2 separate regions of the Gossypium hirsutum genome follow, and region 1 is linked to region 2. A link is a contact called in public Hi-C data. All regions are on one chromosome and are shown on one strand. Each heading gives the region's core, a stretch centred on a gene start, on an enhancer-like site or on the middle of the called end of the contact. The rest is flanking DNA. Distances are from core to core; before and after follow the strand shown. Region 1 holds the start of LOC107938168 (60S ribosomal protein L5). Region 2 holds the start of LOC107895184 (photosystem I reaction center subunit XI, chloroplastic).

What was found. Hi-C and Micro-C count contacts between places; a contact is called where the count stands out from the background.
Region 1: a contact with region 2 is called in a Hi-C map of leaf, with 2.0 times the contacts expected there. The contact joins the promoter of LOC107938168 here to the promoter of LOC107895184 in region 2. A contact is called at or near these places in 2 of 34 Hi-C or Micro-C datasets (both in leaf).

What each region holds. Positions count from the first base shown.
Region 1 is chrA07:51,564,962-51,571,065 of Gossypium_hirsutum_v2.1, forward strand. It overlaps LOC107938168 (60S ribosomal protein L5), which reads right to left and starts at 4,300. Exons shown (of 9, transcript XM_016871252.2): 1 at 4,138-4,300; 2 at 3,464-3,533; 3 at 3,295-3,386; 4 at 2,933-3,059; 5 at 2,769-2,848; 6 at 2,555-2,671; 7 at 2,081-2,215; 8 at 1,767-1,936; 9 at 1,283-1,654. The coding sequence starts at 4,140. The coding sequence ends at 1,546.
Region 2 is chrA07:50,892,502-50,899,045 of Gossypium_hirsutum_v2.1, forward strand. It overlaps LOC107895184 (photosystem I reaction center subunit XI, chloroplastic), which reads left to right and starts at 2,353. Exons shown (of 2, transcript XM_016820443.2): 1 at 2,353-2,904; 2 at 3,003-3,588. The coding sequence starts at 2,737. The coding sequence ends at 3,494.

The DNA of each region.
Region 1 (6,104 bases), core at 3,050-5,549, 670 kb after region 2:
TAGAAAAAAATAAATAGGTGGGGACATGAGTCTAGTTTCAGGGAAAAATCACAAAACTGATTTTCGAGTTGTGAAACTCAAGATATGATTTTTGAAGAGACTAGTACTCAGACTGGGCAGTGTCTGGAAAAATTTTTCAAAGTTTGTTAACATCTCGTGTCCGACTCCGGTGTCGGTCTCGGGTTCGGGGTGTTACATTTTCCATATTAAATTTGTGTGTTTAATTTCTTAATTTATTCTGCTATTTTTTTTACTTGTTGCATAATCGGGTCGATCCCAACAAAAACTAAAAGACCTTGTCTACAATAGCATATTTTCCAACGAACTACTAAGAAGTTTTAGAATTATAAAACTTCCCAACCACAGCAATCACTGTTTCTCTGGAACACTAAAAGAGAACACTCTTGACTTACTTTCTTTCTAGAAAAACTAATGGAACTTTTAGGCTTACCAGATTTAGTGGAACTTTTAGGCTTAACAAATTTAGTGAGAAAATAAATAAATTATGGCACAATCAAAACCTTGCATTTTTGTTATTCAAATGCATTGTTGTAGAATCATGCGAAACATGTTGAAACATGGGTTCAACGGAGGGCTTTTAGAATGTAATTGGAGGGTGTATTGTCCTACACTCACCATACAGATGTTTTGAATGGAAAAGCCATTTGGTCATGAAAAAGCTTTTGATACATAATCTAAAATGTAATCGAAGAATGTATTGACCTATTAAAATAACATCATGCGAGTTGCAATGTGACGTTTTGTAGTCTTTACTCTTCAGAGGAAAGCGTTACGTTTTCCCCCTACTCATTGAGGAACCTTTCTCCGTCTATTTATAACGACCTGAGTGTTGAAGTCACTTGACAAAACTCTAGTGAAAATTCTTCAGCGGGGTTATACGTGTCAACCTTAATTATTACAAAATTATGCTTATGTATATTTTTAATTAAATAAACGAGCTAATAAAATCAACTCTTCATCTAAATAAATCCTTATCTTCTTTTTGTGCGTGTAGAGTGTAGACACAAGTGCCTTGAAGCTATATTGAAATATTGACTACTCGTCCAATAAAAAATCCCCGTATTATATATCCAAGTTCCCAACCTTAAGTAGGCAAAATCATTACCATCTTAACCATTGAAACTAAGCTCTCATCTATCATCTGTACCACACACGAATGCGAGAACCTTCCTGTATTGCCTAATGGTGACCACTTATTTTTTACAGTAGGCATGAGATAGGACTAAGTCATTTGATAGAATGGCAATCACCGCGAAGATTATGACACAACAAAATGCCCAGTAGTGCTCATATAATAAAAGTACCAAATAACTGAAAGCGCAATCCCCCAAAAACCAGAGGATCCGCAGGGAAAAAAGCTAGTTTGTCATCCCTAATAAGCAAAAGCAAGCAAAGATTCAGGTTTTTAAAGTAAATTATAGCATCAAAACCAAAGATAACAGGGCAAAACATGCCACAAATTCTATTTCCGAGTCTACTCAGCATTATCCTCATCCTCAACATCATATTATCAACTCCAGCAATTTACTCATCATCCTCATCAGAATCAACTCCGGCAGCTGAATTGAGAGCTTTCAACCTATCAATCAACTTGGCTTTCCTTTCCTCATAAGACAGCTTCTTCAGGTTGTACCTATCGTGCACAGACCAACATTACATCAGACTTGAAATTCTTCAAGACAAAAACTTAAATGAACATTCAAATGATAATAACAAAGCCAGTTTAGTGGCAAGAAGTTATATACCTCTTGTGTTCCTTGGGAGGTGGCTTCTCAGATTTCTTAGCTTCTGGATTTGCGCGAATAGCAGCATGAACCTTTTTGTAAACTCCCTCCAGGTTGTCTGCCTCAATGCCCCGCTTTATGTACTCACTGAAGTGAGACTGATACTTCTCTGGCTCATCTTCCATCAAAGTCTGTCAACTTGACATAGTGAGACTTTCACACAGATACAACATAAAACATTGTCAAATTAACACCCCAAAACCCAACCGCCCAAAGAGGAGAGATTCAACACCATTATTACTTTCCTCTAACTACTTAAAATTCTTAAATCTTACCCTCATGTATGATGCAACATGGCCACCATAAATGTATTTGCGGTGAACTTCAGGATCAAGTTGCTTACTGTCCTTGTTAAATCCAGCAAACCTCTTCTCACTATGAGGAATATCAATGCCTCCATCCAAAGCTCCCTAAAAGGAAATGCAAAGAATAAATACAAGCCAAAGTTGAATATAGAGATAGTATAGGTGGAAATTTTAAAAGCCAAACAATAACTAAGAGTGGCTTTCTTCAGCTGGAAACAGGCAGCAAAGCCATTGATTTAGAAAGAAAAACTAAAAGAATCCTTGCAGCACAAAAACGAGAATAACATTTCATATTAGCTCCACTATGCACAAAACTACTCACTACCAGAATTTAACAACCTAACCTCAAGACAAGACCATGCTTTACGCACATAAAATAGAAAAAACAGCGAACAAAGTTAGATTCAGGACATTTATATCATATAGAAAGGGATTCCAATATACCTTGAGCACACCAAAAACACGATTACCAGTGGTTGTTCTGACAAGACCAACATCTAGGAGAGAACGGAAAGGCCTCCTGCTCTCTCCTGGTTCAACACTGTAGTCCTCCCCAGTTGCCTGTAAGCAAGTGCCAATCATAATTTTGACATACTTATTATCCCTCTGGAAAAAAAACATATATCTTCGCACTTCAGAAACCATGGCAAATGCATACCTCAACATTGCCCTCATATTCAGCATCCATCTCCAGCTGCTTCAGTGTTCGGCGAGCCAAAAGGAGTCCAACACAATAAGCTGTGTTCAAAATGTCATTGAATAAGATAATATCCTCAAACAGAAGAAAAAGATCATCTTAACATCTAGAAAAGTAAATCCCACCTGCTGCATAATTTGTAAGGCCAACTTCAAGTCCATAGCGAGGAAGCTCATGTCCGTAAGCTGCTGCAAGAACTATATCACCAGAAATACTAGCATGTACGATTTGTGCAATTATATCCTTGTTGGTCTAATAAATAAGTTAAGGTTAAATTATTAACTAGCAAGACATAAAAGAACAAATAATCACATTTTGAATTAACCAAGGTATTTCAGCACATTCAGCAGCCTATATGTCTAAACATTATACCCTCAACCCAAACAGAAATTATTCAATATAAATAACAAAAACAAGTGCAGTGCTGCTTGGGATAGACAATGCAAACAAAATGATGAGGGAAAAAAATCAGTCAGAAATAGGATACAAATCGTGCAACCAATCGATATTTTGGGGTGTTGTATTTGTTCTTGTCCTGATTAATAAGCCGATTCCTGGCCCGATAATCTGTCTTGCCCTCTACAAGATTAAAACAATTATTACAACATCAAAACAGTAAGTGCGATACTATACAGATATAGGCCTAATTATAGTACCTCGCCTTCTCTTGAACTTAACTTGATATCTCTTGAAATAAGCCTTGGTCTTTTGAGCTTTAACGAAAGGCTGTAGCATAAAACTAACCAACTCAGAAAACCAAGAAAGCATATATAATAAACAAAGAAAATAATTGGTAGTAATCTAAGACAATGTTTCCTTCCATAAACACATGTTTAATATATTTTACGAATGTGAAAAACTAAAACAAAACTAACAACCAAATATTACCTAAATTTATTCAATAAAAGGAATTTACAACCTTAAGCATTTTAACGTCTCGCTGCTGACTTTGAATCTCAGGATAGCTTATCAGCGAGAAGGAAAATGAAATAAAAGTAGAAAAAAATAATGCAAATGAAATTTGAAATTAGTTAAACTCCATAAAACCTTCGAGTTTACAGCGAAAAACTGCTTAATATACACTCATAGAACCTTCGAGTTTACAGCAGAAATAAGATACTGCTTAAAATACACTTGATTCTGTTACAGGCAACAAAACAACAGATTTTATAATTGATTCTTTTCTCGAACAAAATTGTGCAAAGATCTGACATTATAAACTGGAGATAAATAACATATAAAATGAGATCTATAATGCAAAATGCCAAGCTAACTATGGTGTTAATTAGAAGAAAAAAAAAACGTAAAACGATTGTGAAGAGAGTATTACCATGGCTTTCACTCTGATTTTTTTAAGCGGCCGAGTCTTGTGGCTCTGCCAAGAGAGAAGGTGTTATATTTCTAAAACCCTAGCGAGACTTTATATCGGTAAATCAACGGCCACGATTGATTTTCTTGGCTTTTTTTATTTTTGACCCACGTTTTAAGGAAGGGAAACTACAGGTTTAATGGCTTTTATATTGTTTAAATTACATTCTTATCTTTAAAAAGTTATGATATGATCTTAATATTATTAATTTATCATTTTTTATTACTGAGTCTGTTAATTATATAATGCAAACTGATATTATTATTTCAAATAAAAAAATTTAATACTTTTCGAAAACAAATTATTATTATTTTAAAATTTTTTCCTTTATTTTTCCCCTCTCTTTCTTCTCTTTTCTTTCACTTTTTCATAACCCTACTCATTAAAGTATTTAGAATTTTTTTGAAAAAATTACAATAGAATGATTGTTTATTTATCTATACTTATTATAAACTTTTGATTAAATTGATATCATAAGTTAATTAAATATTAATTCAATTGAGAAAAGATGAAAGAATACCCTCACTCTATAAAGTAAATTGTATTATTTTAAGAGTGTTTTTGTTAAATTATATCTTTTATATAAAAAATATATACACATAATAAAATTTGAACTCATACTTCCTTAGTTTTCCACATTTATATATCATAACTCAACCAAAGTCTCATTTATTATTTATATTAATATTTTATAAACATAGTCAACCCTCCCTATAATATCTACTTGCTAAAATAGTATTTCATTACCACATAGGGCGAAGCTAGAAAATTTTTTTAGTGGATGAAATTAAATATAAATTTTACAATAGTAAAAGTGTAATTTTATCATTTGAATAACCTATATTTTTATAACTTTTAAAGGATTAAATTAAAATTTTAAAAATTTTAAAGGGCCACCTAAATAGAATATTTTCCATTTTAAGAGGATCGGAGCAATTGCCAATCCCTTAGATAAACCACTGCTATCACAACCAAATTTTAGTAGAATTAATTTTTTATATTTTATTTTGACTCTCTATAACAATTTTTCACTCATAAAAATAACATTCATTGTTATAAAGTACACTTTTTATTAAATTAATTCTCTATAATAACATATTGTCTAAATTTTCAAGTAAAATTATAACTATTTCATATGATCTTAATTAATTATCATTTATTAAATAAATATGATCTTAATTAATATATTATTTCTATAAAATGATTAAATTTTATGTGAAAAAAATCTATTAATCTTATCTTATTAAATGAAAAATAATTTTCAAATGAGTAGAATTAAAAATACCAATTCAATAAACTATTAAGTTCTTTAATTAAATATTCTCTATGAATTTGAAACATTATAAATTTATAAATTGATTACTTGAATTTAGAGACTTGTGATTAATTAATTAATTAAATTTGATAACTCATATTGATTAATTAAACTTTTAGATTTATGAACTTTGTAATTAATCATGTGGAAGAATGTCAAACAAAAACATGCATAAAAACAATAATGCATACACCTGCTATAAGTCTTGTAATTTTGTTGATTTGATTTACACTTTCCTTATTTTTTGAACATAATTCTCACTTTTTTTATTTGATGAAAATTCACAATATAAATTTTATGTCAAGTTTACAATGATAATCTCCCTATAACAACATGTTATTATAGGTGTATAATAACTACCTTTCTATAACAGACAAAATCTGTGTAGGCAAATGAGATTGTTATAGAGAGAGTTGACTCTATATTTGTTATATAATTTTGTATTTCTTTTACACTAAAATATCCATCATCGATAATAATGACTAATCCTCTCCCCGTGATTGCTCCTCGAAAAGGCAAACCATTAACTCTAAAACGACTAAGTTATGAGTGGAGTTGGCTACTTCAGTAGGCATGGTCACAGATCATAACGGAAGATGGTTTCTGGGATTTG
Region 2 (6,544 bases), core at 1,103-3,602:
TCAATAAAATGATAGATAAGTCCCTTGAAAAATCCTTTGCATAAATTAGATAAAATTCTTTGATTAATCATTCAACAACTAAAAAAATAAGGATAAGGCTTCAATTCTTATCCAATAGAACACATAATTTCATCAATATAATCGATTAAAGAGCTAAAGAGTCCTAGTAAAAAATTAGCTCTTGTTTTTTTAAACATGACATCCCTTTGTAGGCCAAGAATGTCAAGAATCCATGAGGCCGAAACAACCCACAACCCAAGCATAAATTGTTCTCATTCGAACAAAACATGGTACAAGCAAGCAAAAAACTCTAACAATTTTTTTAGAGTTGATGAAAGGAAATTAAATGAAAATTTTGAAGAAATTTTTGGGTTTTTTTATATAAATTTTATGGAGTCTTGTTAAAAAGAAATTAATTTTAGGGGTTTTTAAAAAATAAATTTATTTGAAAAAGGAAAAAAATGGATTTATTTCTTAAATACCCCCAAATTTTTTTGTCAAAAGTCAACAAAATGACATGTGCCGCTTTTTGAATCGACAACATGTCATGTCATCAGCAAATTTGACATCGTCAGGGATAGGTATCGGAATGTTAACAAAATTAAAGTATAAGTACCAAATTAGATATTTTGAAACCGTAAATACCACATTAGAATAAAGTACAAGGACTATTTTTGTTATTATCCCTAAAAAATGATTAAAAAACTAAACTTGTTAAAAAAATTCTATTACAATAAAAAATTAGTAGAATATATTTTTAAATAATATTACATTATGTGGATCAAATACTTATTCCTACTAGAACTGAATATAATAATGTAACATACAGTTAGGGCTAGTTTGACAATTCTTTTGAAAAGTGCTCTGAAAAAGTGCTTTTGATAAGTGCTTTTGAAAAGTTTGGTTGGCCTTGTTCTTCATTGCTTTTGGGATGAACTTTTTCCTAAAAAAGTTCTTTTATCTCAAAAGCAATGAAGAACAACTATTTGTTTGACAACTTTTTTAACTTAATTTAAGGCCTTTTTTACAGATGAAAAAGCCATTTATTTTAGCTTTTCCAAGCTTGAAGTTCATTTGGGTTGGTATTTTACCGTTTTAACCTATCTCCTTCACGGTAGAACTTTTCCAATTCTTTGTCTGAAATTGTTCTCTGTATCTTCTCTTCTCCACTGGTACTCTATCTTTTTCTTCTCTTCTTTTTCTAATTTTTCATTATGCTTTAGTTTTTATTTTCTGATTGTTTGATTTTATGAAATAATTATGAAATATACTCTAATATTTTATCGTTTTAATATTTTAATATAATTTATATATTCGAATTAAATTTAATAAATAATTAATATTAATTACTTAGAAATATTTAAAATTAATAGTATATATTAATTTTTTAACAATAAGTTATAATAAATTATTTTATATTATTGCTAAAATATCATAATTTTAACTAATTTAAACATTATTTAAATACATATTTGCTACTTTATAATATCATGTTTAAAATGGACATTTTATTCCCGAAAAACACTTTTTAACAGCAATACCAAACACCTAAAATTTTCAAAAGCACTTCTCAAAAACACTTTTCCACAACACTTTTTAAAAGCACTTTTCAAAAGTATTACCAAACACACCCTTAAAATTTGAGTGTTTAGCATTGCTGTTAAAAAGTGCTTTTAAGAAATAAAATGTCAATTTTAGACATGTTATTATAAAGTAACAAATATGCATTTAAATAATATTTAAATTAGTTAATATTATTATATTTTAGTAAGAATATAAAAAAATTATTATAACTTCTTGTTAATATTTTAATATATAAAATATAAATTTTAAATATTTTTAAGAAATAAATATTAATTATTTATAAAATTTAATTAGAATATATCAATTATATTTTAAATATTTAAATATAACTATTAAATATTTGTAATTAATATTTTAAAAAATATTTTTTTATTTTTAACTAATGAGTTTAACACATTTGTAATTAAGTACCAAGAAAAAAAAAGAAAAAGTACAATGTTATTGGAGGGGTGAAAAAGTAATTAAGCATTAAAAGTGCTTTTGGGAGAGAAAAAACTAAAAATTTTAACTTCTCCTTTTCAGAAGTACTTTTCAAAAGCACTCCTAAAAAGTTAAAAATTTCAGCCAAAAGCAACTTGTTCTGTACAGCTTTTCTTCTAGAAATACTTTTAGAGCCAGAAGTACTTTTGAAAAACAATGCAGAACTGGCACTTAGTAATTTTGTTACAAACTTAATCTTACATATTTTTTAAACAAATGTCTTCTATGAGTAAATAATTTTTACAAACCAAACATTAAAATAACTTTTTAGCTAATTAAATCCGGAAGTTTTATGGTATTAAACAGGGTAAAGTAAAATAAATACAACACAAATTTTATGTAAAGAAATTAAGTATAATCCATTAGAAAAGTGTGTTCCTAGCTTTTTCGATCTCAAACTATATTCTGAAGATGTGATATCAGCTTAAATAAAATAGAACTAATGTAATCCGTCAGCAACATTTCGAGTATTGGATAAGGGATAAGATTCCACAGATTGATGCATCCAATCACAAATCTGCAAAATTAACACCTCAGCCACCTCAACCACACATTCTTGCATCCGATAATGGGAAAATCTCTTTCTCTCACTCTATTTTGGCTTCGTATTATTTGTACATATTTCTATTTCCCACTCTCTTTTTTGCTTTCAGTTAACAACAAAATCCGTAAATGGCTACCACTGCTTCTCCAATGGCGACTCAGCTGAAGAGCAGCTTTAGGTCGTCTGTTACAAGAGGACTGGTAGTCCCCAGGGGCATTTCGGGATCCCCGTTTAAAGTATCTTCCGGAAAGACCAGGACCCCTTGCTTCACTGTCAAAGCTGTTCAATCCGACAAGGTAAGCTAGCTATGTCTGTCTGGTCACTGTTAGCTTAGCTAGGCTCGTCACTGCACTAAGTTTTTTTATCACCCCCCCTCTTCCGTCTCCTTTTGCAGTCAACATTTCAAGTAATCCAACCCATCAACGGCGACCCCTTCATTGGAAGCCTGGAGACTCCAATCACCTCAAGCCCCTTAATTGCATGGTACCTTTCCAACCTCCCAGCCTATAGGACGGCAGTGAACCCACTTCTGAGGGGAATCGAAGTGGGTCTGGCTCACGGCTTCCTCCTGGTTGGTCCATTCGTAAAGGCCGGCCCTCTAAGGAACACTGCGGTGGCGGGTCAAGCTGGGTCCTTAGCCGCTGCCGGTTTGGTTGTGATCCTCAGCATTTGCTTGACGATGTATGGTGTTGCGTCGTTCAAAGAAGGTGAGCCATCGATAGCACCGAGCCTAACCCTGACTGGGAGGAAGAAAGAGCCAGACCAGTTGCAAACGGCGGATGGATGGGCTAAGTTCACTGGAGGGTTCTTCTTTGGTGGAATCTCTGGTGTCACTTGGGCTTACTTCCTCCTGTATGTCCTTGACCTTCCTTACTACTTTAAGTAGATCATCATTTGATCTATGTTTTACCTGGTCCCTTTTTTAATGTAAATCTTTGTATTCAGGATGATCCTTTGGGAACGAATATCAATTATATCAAGTGATTGTCACTCTAATTTAAGTTATTTATTGAAAGAGATATTTCACTCGCTTTACCACAATCAATAGCCAAATTGCCGCACTAGGCGTTTTGAGCTTTAACTGTTATTAAAAGCGGCTCAAATCAGATCAATTATTACTGTGCTCGTTCGAGGCAGAAAAAAAAGATTAATTAATACCTCAATCTAATATTTTTTTAATGTGATTTTTATATTATATTTTTGGTCTAATATGATACTTATATTTGATAACAGTAATATATTTTGATACTTAAAGGTAATTATGTCAACTTTGAATGTTTAATTTGAGTCTTAAAGCTGATGATGAAAGTTTAATCACTAAAACTATTATGTTTGAATTTTTCATGGTTTTGTTAATAAAGTAAATGGTTTTGTTAATAAAGTATATTTAATGTTAATTGTAATTTTTTTAAGTTTTGCATTTAATTTGTCAATCATAATTAAATGGATATGATTTAATTGGAGCTTTAGGATTGATTTAATGAAAGTTAATAACTTATTATCTAATTATGAATTTTCATCAAATCACATCTAAAACTTAAATTAAACACTAAAGAGTTAACACTGAGTTGAACAAAAAAAAGGTAACACCGTTAGCTTCAAATACAAAGAGGTATAACCTTAAACCTTTAACAGTTATACAAATTAATCCATAGGCTAGCTAGATTAAGTTACGACAACTCCGAAAATATAGAAATCATTAAAAATGGATTGAAAAATACTTACCATGCACCAAATTTAGCTTAGCCAAATTAACAAGCTCCCATGGAAGGTTTTAGCTTCAAATTTCGGTGGATGAACAACCATTTAGGAAGATCTTTTACAATATTTTACTTAGTTTAATTTGTTAAATTACAATTTTAACCTTAATTAATAACATTTAAAACACTTAATAATGTGTCCAAATATGTCCACTCACATTAATCATGACCTAATTACAACATAAGGAACTCTAATTTAAGATTTCACAGCTATTTAACACCTTTAGCTAATAGAATACAAGTTTCACAATTTACGTGATTTAGTCCTTTTTTTATCAAATTAAGCATTTAAACGATAAAATTTCCTAACGAAATTTTCACACAATCATACTATCATGCTGTAGACATTAAAATAATAATAAAATAAATATTTTGACCTCAGATTTGTGGTCCCGGAACTACTATTCTGATTTGACTAGAACTCTTGAAAGGACCAAAGAATAAATAAACTAAAACTATGAAAACTTAAAGAAAGCAAGAAAAAAAAAACTTCAACCTAAAGAGAGAATCTAAGCTAATGGAATGGTGTCCATAATATGTGCCAAAGGAGTCTATTTATAGCCTTCAGGTAGTCGTCATCCTTAACCCTACGTTAGCTGACATTCCCAAGCTTTAAGTTCGATTGTATAGACCAAAACGCCTTTGCTTCGTGTTTTATTTTTGTCATAGATTTGATGTTGTGACACACCAAGACCTGTGTCACGACATAGGAGCCATTATGCTCCTCTACAGCCATCTTTAGGGGTATGTCGCGACACCCTCAGCATGTGTCGCGACATTGAAGAAAATTCCTTGCTTTCTCTATTATGTTCCCTATGTTATGACATCAGATATCCCATGTTACGACATAGTGTTCAGTATTGGTCCAAAATGCCTTCTAATGATTTTTTGTACACTTACAAAGTACGTTAGCTCTCTTTTAGGCCTCATTCGGCCCTTAAGGTCAATAAAAGACTCAATGTGCATATTTTATTGGATGTAAGTAAGACTAAAGAAACTTACTTAAAACATAACGAAAATGCTTGTATTCAAGCTCCTTGAATGTGAAAACTAGTTTAATATACTACACTAAGTTATGGAAGATCATTGACATAAGCTTAATAAGAAGTTGGTGAAAATAGTCATCCAAACCTAGATTGGATGATACAATGGATGCAAGATTAGGGACCAATTTTCCAAGAATTTGCTAGACAAAACAACATTCAAGTCCCCAATTATACACGTGACATGTTCGAGCAAAAAAATTTGGAACGAGAAGAAAAGTTGCATGATAACAAAGAGAAATGAAAGGATGAGGAGGACGATGAAAGCGAGGAAATGGATTTTGAGGAAGGAGATTGAACAATTTTAAATTTTGTTTTTAGAAAATACTTGTATTAATTTTTGGATGATTTTGATTTAGACTACTAAATTTTGATTTGGACAATTTTAATTTTCGGAGATTGAAAAATTTTAAATTTTTGAATTAATAATAGATTTTTAGTTACATTGCATTTTGTTTCAGTTTTCTATGTAGGAACCCAACACGAAGGAGTCACAAACAATTCGCGCTTTACACGATCAAAGGAGGAAGAGCCACCATTAGTAGTAGGAGTGACAACGATCAATCATGTAACTTCTTTCGTTATCTATTTATGGGCTACACATTGAGGAAAATGTGTCAACTAAAGTGTGGAGGGTAACATAGAAAATTTGTTTACATTTTTACATTTTTTCCTTTATTTTTCTTGTCTTTTGTGTGCTTGAGCTTGTAGAAATATAAGTGATTGGTTAGGAGCATGTACATAGGTTGGTTGTGTTTGCAAATAAATTTGGCATGATGATAGGTGATTTTAAATTTTTGGTTATTAGAGTACTAAGTTCTATCTATTACATTGTAAATAGGCATTAAGCAATCAACTATACCAAATGATATAGAAAATACAAGGAAATGAGCATACTAGTATGAATGATAAATGACTAAATTTGAGTTTGTTTGGTTGATTAAATTTGTGCATATTGAGATATTAAGGGATGACCTAAGGCATTGTTTTGGAACACATCCAGAGTCAAAAAGTTGTCCAATTCATATTCAACTTTAGTACCTATTTTTGAGACTGTTGACACTTCTTGATGAACCTCATCACAAACCCTGATCTTAAAAATATTAATTTGTATTTACCCTTTTTCTTTGGTC